Linked DNA regions of Mus musculus: region 1 is linked to region 2. Evidence: chromatin contacts called from public promoter capture Hi-C data. All regions are on one chromosome and are shown on one strand. Each heading gives the region's core, a stretch centred on a gene start, on an enhancer-like site or on the middle of the called end of the contact. The rest is flanking DNA. Distances are from core to core; before and after follow the strand shown. Region 1 overlaps Ttll11 (tubulin tyrosine ligase-like family, member 11). Region 2 holds the start of 4930402F06Rik (RIKEN cDNA 4930402F06 gene).

The links. Promoter capture Hi-C pulls out the DNA fragments that hold promoters and counts their contacts.
Region 1: a contact with region 2 is called in a promoter capture Hi-C map of the HPC-7 cell line, with 2.4 times the contacts expected there. The contact joins the enhancer-like site here to the promoter of 4930402F06Rik in region 2. A contact is called at or near these places in 8 of 39 promoter capture datasets (the C10 cell line, the HPC-7 cell line, HPC-7-derived erythroid cells and 4 more), 1 of 115 datasets of contacts at active chromatin or transcription factors (embryonic stem cells) and 1 of 9 other capture datasets (adipose tissue).

The regions. Positions count from the first base shown.
Region 1 is chr2:35,858,280-35,861,706 of GRCm38.p6, reverse strand. All of the region lies in intron 6 of Ttll11 (tubulin tyrosine ligase-like family, member 11), which reads left to right. Among named protein-coding and RNA genes, the nearest start is that of Gm10829, 19 kb to the right of the region's middle. Within about 2 kb of position 1,391, at least 27 of the 459 cell types and tissues checked have an H3K27ac peak or open chromatin away from gene starts, as enhancers often do. A contact at or near this core is called in the HPC-7 cell line, where this site is marked.
Region 2 is chr2:35,395,658-35,399,002 of GRCm38.p6, reverse strand. 4930402F06Rik (RIKEN cDNA 4930402F06 gene) reads left to right here and starts at 1,829. Exons shown (of 6, transcript NM_001080709.2): 1 at 1,829-2,097.

The DNA of each region.
Region 1 (3,427 bases), core at 142-2,641, 460 kb before region 2:
TTCTGCTAGAATGACTTGAGCATCAGTGAGCAGATGAGGTGAGAGTCTGGGAAAGCGACGAGCCTTTCCTGTGTCCATCAGGATCAGCCACAAAGATCTAGTCCATCAGTTAATCCAGATGGTCTTGAATAGTGTCCGTGAGGCTCTGTGCACCCAAGGAGAGCTGGGCCACTCTATCCCAGCCTTGAAGGAGGGAAGTAAACAATTGTGTCACTGTTGGGCCCTGACAGTCGCAGGACACACACCCTCTGGGCATCTTTGAGATAGCCGTTGGCACTGTTCTGTGGATACTCCCTCAAAGACTCATGGGCCAAGGTCATGCAAGATGTGTTACAATTACCGTTTCTCAGCTCATACTGCTGAGTGCCCTGTGACCTTCAGCACTGCCAAGGTTGAGGGACTAGTCTGCTGGGCACCATTCCAAATTCTGTAGCTGTAGCCTAAGTAATTGTAGGGACGGTGACAGCTCACTCGCTTAAGGGCCATCGAACTCCCATCCTTAGCTGTGGACCAAGTCATGGAGGCACAGCTCTAAGTTCAGTAGAAGCCCCGATAGAGTAAAATGGTTTTTAGTTGCACTGGAACCAGCTGGTTAGAGATAGGTGTGACATCTGAAGAGTCCTTCCTGTAGAGAGCAGGAGCCTGGGGGGGGGGGGGGAGAATAGGAGCAGCCTGCAGTAGCTGTGTGGATTTGCAGAGAGATGAAGTGCTAGAAAGGTTGACGATTTGCTTGGAAGCAGGGTAGGCAGACTCCCTGCTTACCTCCCAGAGACAACCATGGAGTGGGGGTGAGGGAAACATGGAGGGGGGGCGTTGGTCTGTGTCCTACAGAAAAAGGTGACAGTCCCCAAGATGGGCAAAATCAATGTGAGGCAAGGTGCCTGCAGGAATGGTTGTTAGAAAGGAGCACTTAGAACAAAAGTCCTGAGCCCCATCCCTGCTCTCGTCAACTGGCTGGCATGGAGCTAGGACCCACCAGTAAAGAGGCCAGGAGCTCAGAACGAAGGCTTGAGAGCAGAACCGTTTTTATGAGGGTGACAGCAGGAAGAGCAGCGCCACAGGAAGGGAATCAGCCCTGTTCTGGACAGGTCAGCTGTAAAGCACGCGTCAGCGCTCAGGAAATGTCACCATTATCACCGTGGTCATCATCACCGCTTTCACAGCTGTCAGCTCATCCGTCAGCAGCACACACTGCTAAAGGTGAGGTCTTGTGGGGAAAGCGGAGCAGTAGAGAGGAAAGGGAGAGAGCAGCCCTTCCTCCACCTCTCTTAGAAGCCAACACAGAGGCATTTGTGGGTACCCAGCTCTCACATTTGTGACAATGTGTCGACTTGAAGGTTTCCTAAAATTAACTGCAATTTCAGAAGTGAGGTGCAAGCGCCAGTTATGCCTGGCAACCCTGAGGTCCCTACTTGAGAGCTCTCACACACACTAAGACAATGACAGGCACTGCACCGTTAAAATGTTTTAATGGAGAAAAATGGATGTGAACAGCAGCATCTTAAATGCATTAGTTTTCGACATTGTGAAATTAATTGGCTCCCAAATATAGCCCTCTCCTGTAGTAAGTGGAGCTCCGGAGAGCCTCCAGTTTTCTCACTGCCTGTAGCCAACATCTCTGGGTTCCATGGTGAATAAAGGCCTCTTTGTTTAATTAGAGTTGAATAGTGTTTGAATAAGTTGGTAATCCAATTAAAATTATATTTGCAGTTTATGCAAAATTTAAAAAAAAAGTGACTTGTTCAGCAAATGTCTTATAAAGCTTGCTCTGTATGTAGCCTGCAGTGAGCTGGAGGCGGGGTCTCAGTGTGGCCTAGGAAACAGGCTGGGCTCTCAGAGAGCCCTGGCCTCCAGCATGACACCAGCACACAGCATGGGGAGAGATGGTTCAAGGTGCTCTCAGGGCTCAGAGGAAAGTGTTTGCTGTGCCTCAAGAAGGGGACACTTCAGTGCGCTCTGAGGAGAAGAGGAAGATGCCACTCTAAAAGGGATAGAGAAGATCTGAAGTGCTGACGTTGGGGGCAGGGGTGATAGGCACCTTGGCAGTCCCCATGTCTGATCAGGTGCAGACTAATAGAGGCAACAGGAGACAAAGATTCCAGGAACTAAAAGAGAGATGAAGCAAAAAAGAGGGCTGGGACTACGGCTTAGAGGTAGAGCCTTTGCCTTGCATGTCCCAGGGCCTGGGTTCAATCCTCAGGGAGAGGTGAGGGAGGGGTGGAGAAAAATAGGTCAGAAACACATCACTCAGATGGGGAGATGGGGCATTAAATAAGAGGGCTAGGGAAGAGTGAGGGGCTCTATTAGTACACAATTATATATAATAATAAAAAGGTCTATGATTATCAATCACAAACTCAACAAACAACTTTTGTCCATAGCTGTGCTTTCTGAGACTGAGTAGCCATCTGAGCCAGTCCCCAGACAAGCTCCATGCTAGGACCCTCGAGGAAGGGAACTGCCAAGAAGGGGCTGGCCCTTCCGCACAGATCACCATTCCATGGAGTATAAAAGTCTCTCTTGCCTTCAGTGCCCCCCAAGGCACCCCCTAGCCCCCAGCTATCTTACCTGCTTTGCCTCTCCCTCCAGCTGATGCTCCTGCTTCCTCTCCTTGCTGGCAGCCAGGCTAGGCCTCAACTGATGAGATGCCTTTCAGGGCCTCGGTTGCACCTGCTGACCTGCAGTCCTCAGGCTGGGCTCGGCTCAGGGAGCACCAGAGATTTCCTCCATGCACTTTTTGTCTGTTTTCTGCTTTTACAAAATGGAGCATCTATGTTATTAATCATGAAACATTTTAACTCTCCAGACAATACAATGGATAACTATGTAATCTCCATATCTAATCTCCATATCTCCAATGCCTTATCTATTTCAGATTTCTGTTTTTTCAATTTTGAAAAGTTAATTATATGCATACTTTGATAGTTTGCATGCATATAATTTTTATTATAACTATCATTCAAAAGTCACCATGTTCCATAAAGAATCATAACTCTCTCTTCTTTTTGCCAACGACACATACATTCATAGACAGTACACGTGATTATTTTATACACCGGTTTTTAAAATCTAAATGACACAACACTGCGCTGTTTTAACCAGCCTTTCCCCCCAGCACTGTGTTTTGATGTTTACTGCATGTGACATATTTAGACCTCTGCCGGGTGTCCATTGTTCATGCTGCTGGCTACACAGTATTTCATCTGATAAACCAGTTTCTCTGTTCCTCATTAGCTTGCTCTTAGCAAAGAGGGGTCAAGCGGCTCCCCTCCCCTTCATTGTGACAAGCAGAGCCACTCTAAGTGACCTTCTGTGTGTCCCTGGTACCCATGTGTAAGAGGTTCTCTTTACTGGGGCTACAGTAGAAATAGGCTCGGTACTGATGAATGCTGCTTATTTATTATGTTATTTTATGTTGTGTTATTAT
Region 2 (3,345 bases), core at 580-3,079:
CAGGCTCTGTCTCACAGGGATCTACTGAAAGAGTGGGGGAATGCAGCAACATCTATTCCATCATGCCTCAGAGGACGTGTGTGTGTGTGTGTGTGTGTGTGTGTGTGTGTGTGTACATGAATGCACATGCAGATGTGTGTTTTGCACGTTTGTCTTTGTGCATTGTGGAGTCCAGGAGTTGACATCAGATGTCTAACTCAATTGTTCTCTACCCTATCTTTTGAGCCAGGGTCTCACTACCCCTGAACGGAGCTCACTGACTGTCTAGAGTGGTTGGCACTGAACTTGAGTGGAGTTTGCTGATTGGATAGACTGGCTAGCACTGAACCTGAATGGAGCTTGCCGATTGGCTAGGCTAACAGGCACTGAACTTGAGTGGAGTTTGCTGATTGGATAGACTGGCTGGACTCCAAGCTGCAGGTCATGGTCTGCAGTCTTCACAACAGCAGCCCTGGAGTTCCAGTGGCATGCCCTCACACCTAGACAGTTTATGGGCGTTCTCTGGGATCAGATTAGTGTTCACGTGGCAGACACATTATCAGCTGAGCCATCTTTCCAGCCTAGGCATGCTCCCCACTCCCTCCCAGTGTAACAGACATCGGGCTTGTCTACAAGGGAGTTGCTAGGTTGGGTGGACAGAGGTAACAAGGCTCATTCTAACTGGATGGCACCAGTCAATGTGGGGTCCCAGACTGAATACAAAGGAGAAGGCAGGCAGAGCATCAGCATCTCTCTGCTTCTCGACTGGAGATGGGACCAGCTCTCTCACATCCCTGCTACTAGCATTTCCATCTGTGGTCCAGCAGACAGAACCTTTTCCCTGTGGTTCACAAGCTGCGACCTCGGGGTTTCAGCTTGGGTTCAGGTTGAGGCTCTATGCCAGTGCCATGGCCAACAGGGTTCCGTGCTGCTCGCAGGGCAGTAAGTCCTGGCCTCCTTGTCTCCCCACAGCAGCACATCAGCGGCTCTCAGCTCACATCTCCCTTCCAGCCCTCGCAGCCACTTGGCAATGACAGTGGCTGCATTTGCATTTTTTTTTTTTTTTTTTTTTTTGCTTGTCCTAACTGGATCGTGAGTGTGGGTGCTACTGGCATGTAGTGGGTGGATACAAGGGCACTGCTAAGTGATTCACACTTGCACAGGGTGGCAAACTTCACCCCATCTCAAGAAATGTCATTCGTGGCAATCTTGGAGCGGCTGGAATTACACTCTTTCAGAGTTCACTAACAGATTTATCTGTTTGCCTGTGTGGGAAACTCTAAAGCTCCACTTCCTCCCTAGAAACCAGAGCTAAGACAAAGCAGTTCCCTCTCGTGGACACCAGGGGGCAGGAGTTCCAAAGAGAACCAGTTTCTGGAGTGATGAAAACATTCTTTTTGGTGCTATTAAAGGCAGCGTCATTTGTATAAATGCTATTGATCCTTCATATAAATGGAACTAGCTCTATAGCTTAGTGGTGCTGTAGGTGTACTGTGCAGTTTATCAAATAAACAGGTAGAAATCAACCCTACATATACCACAGTTAATAAAGAAGGCATAAGGGAAGTAGGAGGGAATCTTAACGCTGACTTAGAGGAGAGACACATTGCTTATGTGCGCCAAGGGTGCTACTGTTTGTAGGTGTGGTATGGTTGAGATGTGGTTCTCCCCGTGGAGTTCACACTGAGGTTTGGTTCCAGTGGATAGTGCTGTGTTAGGCATTGACTAGGGATTAATGCTTTTCTATGAGTGAGCTGTCGCTCTGGAGATGGGCTTCTGTGACATGGTTGTTAGCAAGCCTGGCAGCTCCCCTCCACCACTCAAACCCATGCTCCGCTCCACACAGTGCCTCTGGCTGACTGCCACATGGTTTTCAACAGAAACTGAATGGATTCTGGGACATCTGGAGCTGGAGGAACATTTTTTTTTCTTTTTGTAAAGCACCCAGCTTCGGTATTTTGGTGGTAGCAACACAACACACACCAAGAAGTGATCTGGAATTCAGTGGCCCTTGCTTCAACTGCTCTATCAAGGGGAGCTATAGCCTTCAACAACCTGTCCCACCCCTCTCTGGGCTACTCAACTTTATAGGTGACACTGGTCATCAGCATCCATTGGGTAAGAAAGCATCCCAGTAGCGGCGACCACTTGACGACCTCCTCCAGGGTTTCTTGGGCAGCTTACTGCTTTGTATATTTATCAGGTGGACAGGAGACAGTCGGACACTCCCTGTGGTGGAACACCGTCTCCAGAATCCACAGGCAGCCCAACGGAGTTTTTGTCTTTCTTAGTGGCAAGGGACACAACATTTATTCACAATTTACAATTGGCTGCATCTTGGAATTTCCTGGATTGAGAATATTCACATCTGGATCCCATCCAAAGATTGCTGCTGTTCAGTTGTCTTGGTGTAGGCTTGACATCGGGGGTTTTAAAACTTTCCTGTGGGACTGTTAGTCTTGGGACCTTGGAAATGACTGCCATTAGAACAATTTGCTTTTTGTGCATGGCTTTTATTTTGATGTTGTCTTTTTTGGTTTGGGTTTTGGGTTTTTTGTTGTTGTTGTTGTTGTTGTTTCTGTTTCTGTTTTGTTTTGTTTTGGTTTTGGTTTGGCATTTGTTAAAGTTCTTAAATTTCTCTATTAATCATTTTCTTCTAAATTGAATTTGGAAATTTTGGGTTAAATTTGATTTCTGCTCCATTTTCTGCTTTATTAAATTTGTTATATCTTATTTGTGTGGAGGTCCCCTTTAGAGGTCATAGGACAACTTGAGGGAATCAGTTCTGTTGTTTTACTATGTAGGTCTCAGTGACTGAACTCAGGTCCTCAGACTTAGCAGCAAGCACCCTCACTCACTGAGCCATCTTGCTGGCCCATTCCACTTTATCTATGAAACCAGATATATACACATGATAAACATTTTTTAAAAAGATTTATTCATTTATGTATATAAGTGATGCATTTGCATGTGTGTGTACATGACAGAGAGAACATCAGATCTTATTACAAATGTTTGTGAGACATCTTGTTGCTGCTGGAATTGAATTCAGGACCTCTGGAAGAACAGCTAGTGTTTCTTAACTGCCGAGCCATCTCTCCAATCCCAGCTAGACTTCTTTTTTTTTTTAATTCAACTAATTTTTTATGATATTCAACACAATATATATTTCTATACCAATCATAAGAATGATGGACATGTTATTAAATGAACATAAAGTAGATAAGTAGATTTTTGTTTGTTTGTTTGTTTGTTTGTTTTATTTTTAGTAGAGCTTTAAAATCTTGGCTTACTGTGGTACAAACCCTAAATAAGAACAAGTTTTAAACATTGGAGTTCATTGTAATAAGGCTGTACTTCAATGTC